3 separate regions of the Mus musculus genome follow, and all the other regions are linked to region 1. The links are chromatin contacts, called in public ChIA-PET and Hi-C maps. All regions are on one chromosome and are shown on one strand. The core of a region is the stretch at or near the end of the contact, and the rest is flanking DNA. Distances in the headings are between cores, read along the strand shown. Region 1 overlaps Babam2 (BRISC and BRCA1 A complex member 2). Region 2 holds the start of Mrpl33 (mitochondrial ribosomal protein L33). Region 3 has its middle 7.2 kb from the start of Gm36732.

Region 1 (3,323 bases), core at 447-2,946:
CTAACAAGATGTGCTGACTGGTAGCCAACAAGAAGAAAAAAGAGGACTGGATTCTGTCTCTCAAAAGGTAATCAAGTAGGCACTCTGGCTTGATGGACTCCTTCAGTATATCTGGTTTCCTTGGTAACATAACTATGCACTAAATGGTTTCCATGGCAAAACATGTTCCAGAGTCCAAATAAGAAGCCTACACATACAATTTGGAATTTACCTTATTAGTGGAGAGGCTTTTTTACACTTGAAGAAAATTAGTAAGCTTAAAAACAGGCTTGGTAAACAGATACCCCTGGGGAGCCTATTCAAGAGGGACCATGTCAGACAGGAGACTGGGAAGGAGAAAGGCAAATCTGGAACTGCCAACATAAGCTCATGTTATAGGTTCCACACACAGCCCTCCAAGGCGAAAAATCTCACCCTGAAAGTAACGGGCCAGCCAACCAGAGTAAGCTTAGGGTGTTTCTAGGATCACCCTAGAAATCTCTTCTATAAATAGAAATAAGCTTGTTAAATAACCTAAAAAGGTAGCCACTTTCCCACTGGAACTAAAACAAAACAAAAACGATTACTTATATTTTCCTCAAGTGAGGTGACAGGAGCCATTGATGGGACATCTAAAACTGTACTGGACATTTAGCAGACAAGGGTAAGTGATGTGAAGGGTCCTGCACTACATAACAGAACCACAAGCCAAAGTGAGCACAGTATCCATGTTGAGAAATGCAACGTACTGCCACGAAAACTTCCCAATGGGACTAAGTTTAAAATGTTAACATGTTTCTTTTTGTTTGTATTCCTTTAAAAATAATAATTCAGGGGGAGAAGCAAAAAACCTAAATATTTTAACCACCTTAAATGCGAACATGACTATGGTGGTTTGTATATTCTTGGACCAGGAAGTGGCACCATTTGGAGGTGTGGCCTTGTTGGAATAGGTGTGACCTTGTTGGAGTAGGTGTGTCACTGTGGGCATGGGCTTAAGACTCTGACCCTAGTTGCCTGGAAGTCAGTCTTCCACTAGCAGCCTTTGTATGAAGACGTAGAACTCTCAGCTCTGCCTGTGCCTTGCCTGCCTGGATGCTGCCATGCTCCCACCTTGATGATAATGGACTGAACCTCTGATCCTGTAAGCCAGCACCAATTAAATGATGTTTTTTTTTTTTTTTAATAAGACTTGACTTGGTCATGGTGTCTGTTCACAGCAGTAAAACCCTAAGACAATGACATAAAGTTTTAAAAACGACTTGTCAAAATGAGAACAGCTTCCATTTCTGGGGTAGGTAGGCACTCTCAGCACTGAGCTACACTTCTGGCACCAACAACTCTCTAAGATAGAAGAGAGTTTCAAAGGCTGCCATGAGTACAGGCTCTCCACTTATTTCCCAAAGACTGAGAATGTGGGTAAAGGTAAATTGGGCTTTGTGGCTATTGATCTTCAAGACAAAATCTTTCAAAATAAGTTGCTGATAATGCTATCAAAGGGAGCTTTAAAATGTAAACATGAAAACCCCCAAACAAACAAAACAAATAAACAGAAAACAGAGACCTGACTTGGAAACTTGACCTTCAGCAGCAGTAATGAAAAGTAACAAAATGATGACGGCTAAAACCAAGAAACACACTTTCAAATGACAGCACTTGGTAAGTTGCGGCTTCCTCTTGAGAGCAGAGGAGGGCAGGAAGTGGGCAGACAGACAGGCACCTCTGAGCACTGAGGGCCTGGAGCTAGGGGAGTTGGATACATGATAACCAGGCAGTGCTGCGGGTGCAAGGCTTTCTTTAATTTTGAATTGCTGTGAATTGTGTAGGGGCGGTAGCCTTTACTCATGAAAAGTGCAAAGCTTGAGTGTAGGGTTTGTGAAACCTGAGCCTAGATAAAAATAGGCCCTGAGGGCTTCCTAAAGATTGATGATCATAGACTGATATTCCGTGGAAGGTGTTCCTGCCACTGCCCCATGCTTTCTACTGTCCTCACGCAAAGCAAGTCCTATACTGCTGATTCTCCAGCCTGGCAGTTGCTACTGATGTCCAGTGTGTAGAAGCCAAGGATGCAACTGACTTTCAAGTAGTAGAAGAGAAAACCCTTCCTCCCAAATAAAACTAGGGATTCAACCCAAACAGCCAACGGTGCAGAGGTTGGGGACTAGGTAGAGACTAAGGCACTGAAACGTCACAGTTACCGAATGCTCACTAGCCTCACAAGGTATCACCTATTAGCACAGTAGAATGGGGATTCTTTCAAACAGTAGGGCAGTCAGTATGATTCTAAATGGATAGTAAATTAGTTCCAATCTGATTTTTACTTCTTAAATTGCACTTTTCGCTCTTTGAAAGTTCCATACATTTTTACACTATATATTGCTCATACCCACTCAGCACATCTATCCCCCAGCTCCCCCTACGGCATCCCACCAGCTTCTTGTCTCTTCTTCTTGTTTCATTAATTGTAATGTCACATTTAAAATGCCTAGGCCCACCTTGGAAAACACTTAACTATTACCACTAAGGCCAAGGAGATCCCTTGGCCCAGGTCAGCATTGCTAGAGTCTAACTGTCCAGATATCAATAGTACTGACCACCACTTGCCAGGCACAGCTCAAGGTTGCTGTCAGAACTGAATGGATGACTCCTCAAGCTCCACAACTTCTAGATCAACAATCGAAGCTGCAGAACTGCTTTAAGAAGTAGCATTTGTGTATCTTTTAAACTCAGTGTAAACTATTCAAACTCACCATAAGAGCACTTAAAGTATGAAACAGAGGAACTCATTAGTGCTATCAAGCGCAGACACACACATGTGTAGCCACACACACGAAGGTACACACACATGCATACCTATTCCTCTGCTCAAATATAACATAGTCTTCATATTGGCATTATTGTTTACTATTGTAGTACTTTAGTAAATTTTTAGTTCACTGTAGAATACAGACTACAGTCCTCATGTATTTTTTTGACTTTTAAATGCATTTAGTTTAAACAATTGCAAATCCAAGCCCTCTAGTTTACTCCTCCCCCTTCCACGTCCTCCTTGGGTCTGGCAGTCACCATTTTACTATTGAAATCTCTATTTCTATATGTTCATCCTTTAAAGAAAGATTCCACACAGATGTGCGATTATAAAGTAGCTTTCTCCTTGTGTTTGGCTTATGTGGCTTAGCAGAATAATCTCTAGGTTTATCTATGTTGTTGCAAAATGGCAGTACCTCTGTTCTTACAGCTGGATAATCTCTGCCCCCTCTGTGAGGGAGAGAGAGAGAGAGTAGAGTGGGGAGAGAGGAATGCCATAATTCATCTGTCAATTGCGGACACCACCTAGGCATGCA
Region 2 (3,323 bases), core at 579-3,078, 300 kb after region 1:
AATTTCAGCACTCTGAAGGCTGAGACAGGAGGATCAACCTGGACCACAGACTGAGATCCTGTCTCAAAACAAAATAAAGCCAAGAAGGCCACATTACTCCTCAAACAATGCCCCTGAAGACTACAGTATTTGTTGATGGAACAAGAAAGACAATGATGCTAGGTATGGTGGTACAGGCCAATAACCCTAACCACTTAGGAGGCTGGAGCAGGAAGTTCACAAGTTCAAGGCCAACCTGGGCAACTCATTGAGTCTGAAAACTTAGAAAAACAAATATGAGGCTGAACAGAATTCAGGAAGAGAGCTTGTGCCCAGCATGGGCCTAGGTTCAATGCCCAGTACTGGAGGGGAGAGAGGGTTATATAATTAACATAATTATCCATTCAGTCACACGGATTCAACAAGTCTCTATGGGGTACTTACTCTGTGAGGAGCCCTACAAGACACTAAGTCTGTGCCTCCTAGGGCTGAAATTATGGAACAGATGGACTGGCCCATAGGCAAGGCACAGGTCTAGCCTCTCAGTTCCAGCTGCCTAACGCTTAGCTCTGCAATCTTTCTAGTGCTTGGACTGACTTCTATAAACAGGCTCTAGGTTTCCATCAAATCAGAGCTCATCTGTAGATTCCTGCAGAAGACTCAGGCAAATGGCTCTGGTTAGGTAGAGCCAAACAGATCACCAGCCTGATGCTTGCTTTAGGAGCAAAGCAATGAACTAATAGATTCTGAGGTGAGACCAGAAGCAAAGTTCCTTTACACAAAGGCTGTGAATACTCCCTGGGACAGAAGGGAGACAGCACAGTCCTCAACTTACATCCTCAGTTTACCCAGTGCAAATGCACTGCTTTGCAAGAGGCCACATTTCCCACTGTGCTCTCTTCCCCAGTTAGTAACGGGTACCTCGGCTTCCTACCAGCCACAAAGGGAAGAGGAAGCAGGGTTGCTAAGCGACATGATCTGTGGTTTTGGTATATCAGATGCATTCTCAGCTTATGTATCTGCAACCCAGGATCGAACTGTCAATGGTAGCACCATCAAAGGACTTTTCCCCCAAGGTGCTCACATCAACAAAATAATTAACCAAATAAATAACCCCAGATCAACTCTTGGGAGATCAAACCCAAACACTGGGCCAATAAAACAAAAACCTTACTTACTTTGACTTGCTCTTGGCAACTTGTGTGTGTAAAGGTTGGAAGAAAGAAAAAAGATAAGGTTGTTATTTTTTTCATTCGAAGTGCTTATCAACATTAGTTGTAACCAAAAACACTTTAAAAGTATTCCCCACTTTACACTAAAATAACTTTTTCCTGGTGTGAGTCTGGCCCACACAATTATGAATGTTTTGTTGTTGTTGTTGTCTTGGTATAATCAACAGTTGTCTGCCATCTTAACATCGTTCTAAGTAATATCTGCTCTATCCCCACCCTTCTATAGTGTAAATATTTGTACTGCAACACAGCTCTTGTTTGAACTTTACAGACTGCAGCAAAGTCGCCTGAGATGCTAACTCTAATCAGGATGTCAGCCAGGAGCCAGGCAGCGGGGTAATACCACAGCGGCCAGTAGACATTCTTCGGACACCCCTGCAGAGGGCGACGGGGCTCCCGCCGCCTTCTCACCAGACCCGGAGGCGCGCCGCGGGGTGGCAGCCGCCGCGCCAGGTCCTCCACCCCTCCGGGCTCCACCTCGGGACCTGCGGGTCACCGCCTCGGCTCCACGCCGCAGGCCCTGCCGCCGCCTCAGACCGACTTACAAGAGACAGCGGAGAGCAGCATGGTCCACCGATTCTCACCGAGACCCGCCTAAAGAGCTCAACGACTACTTCCGGGGCATGCGCGGGTTCCGGTAGAAGGCTCAGGAAGTGGACAGAAGCCACGCCCTCCCCTGAAGTTCGGGCAGTCTCTGACTCAGTGATTTATTGGTAGTGAATTTTGTGGTATTATGGGAAGGACCCCCCCTCCATACAAAAGATAATACTGCCAAATATCACAATACCCAGATCTGCCTGGCTCCAAAACATGTAGCCTTTCCCAAGAGACACTGATCTATCTTTTTTTTTTTTTAATTTTATTATATATTTTCTTTATATACATTTCAAATGCTAGCCCGAAAGTTCCCTATATGCTCCCCTACCCACCCTGTACTGGGGCATATAAAGTTTGCAATACCAAGGGGCCTCTCTTCCCAGTGATGGCCGACTAGGCCATCTTCTGATACATATGCAGCTAGAGATACGAGCTCTGGGGGTACTGGTTAGTTCATAGTGTTGTTCCACCTATAGGGTTGCAGACCCCTTCAGCTCCTTGGGTGCTTTCTCTAGCTTCTCCATTGGGGGCCCTATGTTCCATCTTATAGATGACTATGAGCATCCACTTCTGTATTTGCCAGGCACTGGCATAGCCTCATACGAGACAGCTATACCAGGGTCCCTTCAGCAAAATCTTTCTGGCATATGCAATAGTGTCTGGGTTTGATGGCTGATTATGGGATGGATCCCCGGGTGGGGTAGTCTCTGGATATTGTACTCTGATCTACCATTTGCCCAGCAATATTTTTATGCCTGTGCAAGAAGTCCTAACTCCACCACCAGGGACCTCACTGGTAACTTCATCTCCCAATTAATAATCAGGATTTTATTATTTTTGCTGTTGTTTTGCTTAATTTGTGTGTTTATAATGACTCTCCCTATATTATAATTTATTTTTACGCCTGAGTGTTTTGCTTGCTTGTATATTTGTGTACCACTTGTGTGCCTGGTACCTGAGAAGTTTAGCATCATGCTTCAAATCTGGAACCAGAGTGTTATGATAGTTGTGAGCCACCATGTGGGTACTGGAAAGCAAACCCTACTCCCATACAAGAGCAACAAATATTCATAGTGGCTAAGCAATCCTCTCTGGCCTGTTGTTGTTGTTGTTGTTGTTGTTGTTGTTGTTGTTGTTGTTGTCTTAAGTGATCTTCTCAGCAATGCTGTATTTCCATTTCCATGTGAGGAATCCAAGGATAAGAATAACTAACTTGGCCAAGGCTGTTCCAGTTATTAGTGGAAAGTCTAGGTCTTGAATCCAAATCTTCAAAATCTGGAGGTCATATTTTAAATTTTCAAATATGGCAGGCATGTACTTAGTGCTAGTCTAGCTAAATCAGAGAGTTCCAGGTTCAGTAAAGATCCTATCTCCAAAAAAATTAAATAGGGTAGAGAGAAAGCAACATTGGCCTGTCCTCCACACATGCACATATGTTCATGTGTGCCAGTTCACATGTACACACATATAACACAGGAACACAAAAAAGATACCATGTCTCTTGAATGCTTGAAT
Region 3 (3,323 bases), core at 427-2,926, 270 kb before region 1:
CCACATTGGAGTAGGTAATTATCTCTTTAAAGGCCTTTTCTCAGCTAGGCACATACCTGTAATCCCAGCACTCAGGTTGTTAGATATTTAGGGTCATCTTCACTTATATATTGAGCTTTAGTCTAGCCTGGGCTACATGAAACCCTGTCTCAAAACAAAAAAAACAAAAAACAACCCCCCCCAAAACCCAAATAAGTAAATAAATAAACCATAAATACAAAATAAATGGCCTTTCTCTAAATACTGTCATATTCAAAGGTCCTGGGGCCTTTGGTCGCAATATGTAAATCTGGAGGAATAAAGGCAATGACCCCCTGCCAAGTCTTTCTGTTTCATTAGTGTCTGCAGTTAGAATCCTGAATGAGGTCATCACAGGGCTTTCTATAGAAGAGTGGCAACGGCCACAAAGCCACCAGACCTGGGTTCCCATCTTGCTCCTTCACTTAAGTATCAAGACGATATAGCCCCAGTTCCCTCAGAAACATGAGGAAGATGACATCGGCATCACAGGCAACATAGGTGATGATCCATCCAGAAAGTTCTTTAGTGTAAGCGGCAGTGTCAAGCCCAGGACACAGAGAGTGCGCACAAGATGCAAGGTCTTTTCCTAAGCATGGTCTTCTCCTGGAGATTCTTCCCACAGGAAACTAAGGATGTTTCCTAAGACCTCTCTGGAGAGGAATCAGGTAGGAGGAAATCTAAGACGCAAAGATAAGTAAGATACCAGGTCCCCTGTCAGCTGACAGGGGACCTTAACCCCTCAAGCTGGGGGCGCTAAGACATTAGGGCACCTTGCAGACTATGGGCAGAATTACTAACCTTTATTTGACTCAGGATCTTCTGGTCCAGTGCTGTGTCCAAAGGACTCTAAGCTAGGTGTGGTGGTGGCTGCCTATAATTTCACAGTATTAGATTAAAAGCAGCAGAATTAAAAGCTCAAGGCCAGCCTTGGATGTTATAGGAGCCTGTCTGGAAAACCAGAGGACTGGGTGTGGGGATGGGGGGTGGGGAGGCCAGGGGGTGAGGGGGGGCAGAGTGACTCTATTTCAAAGGTCTGTCCTGAACTTGAAGCCCATCCACAATCACTCACTCTTGGGATTTCAAAGTATGACGGAAGAAACAGGGTCAGGTCCAGGTTGAGCCCAATTTGGAATCTCAGAGAGGAAAAGAAGCCAAAGTTGGCAGGGACTTCATGTCAGAGGAAATCTTCCTAGCCCATAGTGAGGCCGGACTGGGAAAGAAGGGCTCTGCTTTCGGATCCCAGCCTTGTATTTCCTGTTGATGGAGCACTGGGAAGCCTATAGGCCAAAGTGGGAATCAAATACTTGATAGCATGCGTTATCGTTACTAAGTCTGATCAGAGTCCACTGGCCCCTCTTCTGGCTAACACACTCCCTGGATACTGGGGGTGGGGTGAAGAGACAAGTCCTGGCAGCTTTGGATTCTGCTGTCCCTACACTGCCAGCTCGATGTGTAGCCGCCCACTTCAGAGCAGAGTCAGGGTGCATCTTTTCTTAAGAAGTGGAGCATTTCCTGTTTTGGAGGAGGAGGGATGGGGCTCTTCCTGGACCACATTGCCTCTTCAACCCCTCCACCCCCCCCCCACCACACCTCCCTCCCTGAGTTACTCACTCCTGGAAATAGGGCTGATGACATCGAGATGAGTCAGAGGCTCACGCGCGTCATGGCCCGACTGCTGGGAGGGTGAATGAGTTCAGTGCTCCCTAGACCACAGCCCTAGATGTGCACCAGGAGTCCAGGCAAGGCAACAGGCCTGGGGGCGGTGTACATGTCTGTACTTGTGTGTGTGTGTGTGTATACATGTGTGTATATGTGTGTGTGCGCGCAGTTGTGTGTGTACGTGTGTATATGTGTATGTGTGGCATGGCAGGAGGAGGCTAGCCTTTATTTAGCAATGAATTACATACAAGCCCTCATCCATTGCTCTCTCTTCCTAGCCCCTGAGTGATGCTAGCCTTTCTCAGCAACAGGTAACAACCCTAATGTCTTTCTAGGCAAGTAGGCTCAGAGGACTAACCCCTTGGAGAACTACCTGACTTCTTCTGACCAAATTACCCAGCTCTGCCCCAGCACAGTGAGGTATAGCAGCAGTCCTGAAACTGGTGGTCTAGCCTCAGCTTCTTTAGAAGGGCCCCTACCCCAGGGATTACCCTTGCAGGGATATGTATTCAGTGAGGGGGGGTGTGTTTATACTTTGAGGGATGCCCTAATTCACAGTGTCAGTCAAACACACACTTTAGGTCTGTTTTCCGTTTTCCATGTGTCGCATTTTGGAACATTTAGCGGACATAGGATCACTGCAAAGGAATGTATTAATTCAATGCATTTTGAAATGTCTCTTTAACATTCTTGGAGTTACAGTGCAAGCTGAGCATACTAATAGAGGCAAAACAACACGCAAGCTAGACTCTCCTGGCACTTGGTAAATAGGGCTGAAGTACCAGTTTCCCCATACCTAACATGGGTGTAGCCAGGGCACAAATGGTATGGAAAATAACACCAGGACCGTGAAGCAGGAGGCAGCCCCACCTCTGAGTTCTCTCTTTTACCCTCCCCAAACAGCCACTGCTCCAAACATTGCTCCTCACAGACCTTGAGGACTGCTGCTTGGACCCTTTAGGATTTCCTTCCAGTTGATCTAAACGAGAATGGAACGAAACCTCTCAGGATAGAGGGGTTAGAATTCAGAAGAATGCATTTTGATTTGGGTATGGGGCACACACCTGCGATCCTGGCACTTGGGAGGCTGAGGAGAGAGGATTATTGATTTGAAGTTGGCTTGAGCCACATAGTGAGATCCCCTCTTTCAAAATGAACTGATTGATGGCACTTTGATATCTCAGGCATGGGCTAGGACAGCAAAGAGAACGAGGATTCAACTCTCCAGGGCTCCCCTAGTGTCATGTCATTAGCTCCAGTGCAATCAGAGGGGACAGACTGTCCCCAGCTCACATTCTTCAGTGTCAGGCGGGGTTTACTAGGGATGTCCTACAGGGTGGGAAGAAACCGTGAGTAATCTACTCAGTGTATAAGAGGTAAAATTCTTTCCCCTGTAACCCAGTGAAGACTCCTGATGCTAGAAAAGTTAAACAAACAAACAACTCCATTGGTAGAGTCAGGATCCCTCATCTTTCTTTGTGTAAAACATGATTTTTCAGGGGTTCACTGGGGTGACCTGTCCATGTAAATTTCTGCTGGAATGGCCACTGTTTCTGCCCAATGAGCCTTCAGAACGTGGCATTCTCTGGGTTGAGCTTAGATCAATCATTCTGCTGCTTCGGGGCTATCCAGGTGGATGTGGG

What was found. Hi-C and Micro-C count contacts between places; a contact is called where the count stands out from the background. ChIA-PET counts read pairs in DNA pulled down with a chosen protein or histone mark.
Region 2: a contact with region 1 is called in an RNA polymerase II ChIA-PET map of effector CD8 T cells, with 23 read pairs. The contact joins the promoter of Mrpl33 here to the enhancer-like site in region 1. A contact is called at or near these places in 2 of 39 promoter capture datasets (the SN4741 cell line and macrophages), 1 of 15 datasets of contacts at CTCF or cohesin (the NIH/3T3 cell line), 9 of 484 Hi-C or Micro-C datasets (ECoMG-derived neutrophils, the HL-1 cell line, the STO cell line and 4 more), 6 of 115 datasets of contacts at active chromatin or transcription factors (effector CD8 T cells, embryonic fibroblasts, embryonic stem cells and 2 more) and 3 of 9 other capture datasets (adipose tissue, embryonic stem cells and liver).
Region 3: a Hi-C map of CD8 T cells shows a contact between it and region 1, with 4 times the contacts expected there. The contact joins two enhancer-like sites. A contact is called at or near these places in 8 of 39 promoter capture datasets (embryonic stem cells, hematopoietic stem and progenitor cells, liver and 3 more), 5 of 15 datasets of contacts at CTCF or cohesin (CD8 T cells, the NIH/3T3 cell line, embryonic stem cells and 1 more), 92 of 484 Hi-C or Micro-C datasets (the 4T1 cell line, B cells, the C10 cell line and 45 more), 11 of 115 datasets of contacts at active chromatin or transcription factors (CD8 T cells, T-cell acute lymphoblastic leukemia, acute myeloid leukemia and 7 more) and 1 of 9 other capture datasets (embryonic stem cells).

What each region holds. Positions count from the first base shown.
Region 1 is chr5:31,917,119-31,920,441 of GRCm38.p6, reverse strand. All of the region lies in intron 7 of Babam2 (BRISC and BRCA1 A complex member 2), which reads right to left. Among named protein-coding and RNA genes, the nearest start is that of Gm52770, 80 kb to the left of the region's middle. Within about 2 kb of position 1,696, at least 50 of the 459 cell types and tissues checked have an H3K27ac peak or open chromatin away from gene starts, as enhancers often do. A contact at or near this core is called in CD8 T cells, Th2 cells, effector CD8 T cells and 3 more, where this site is marked.
Region 2 is chr5:31,612,456-31,615,778 of GRCm38.p6, reverse strand. It overlaps Mrpl33 (mitochondrial ribosomal protein L33), which reads right to left and starts at 1,828. Exons shown (of 4, transcript NM_025796.3): 1 at 1,757-1,828; 2 at 1,158-1,176. The coding sequence starts at 1,778. All of the region lies in intron 2 of Gm38424 (a long non-coding RNA gene), which reads right to left.
Region 3 is chr5:32,190,579-32,193,901 of GRCm38.p6, reverse strand. No RefSeq gene overlaps it. Among named protein-coding and RNA genes, the nearest start is that of Gm36732, 7.2 kb to the right of the region's middle. Within about 2 kb of position 1,676, at least 142 of the 459 cell types and tissues checked have an H3K27ac peak or open chromatin away from gene starts, as enhancers often do. A contact at or near this core is called in CD8 T cells, Th2 cells, group 2 innate lymphoid cells and 1 more, where this site is marked.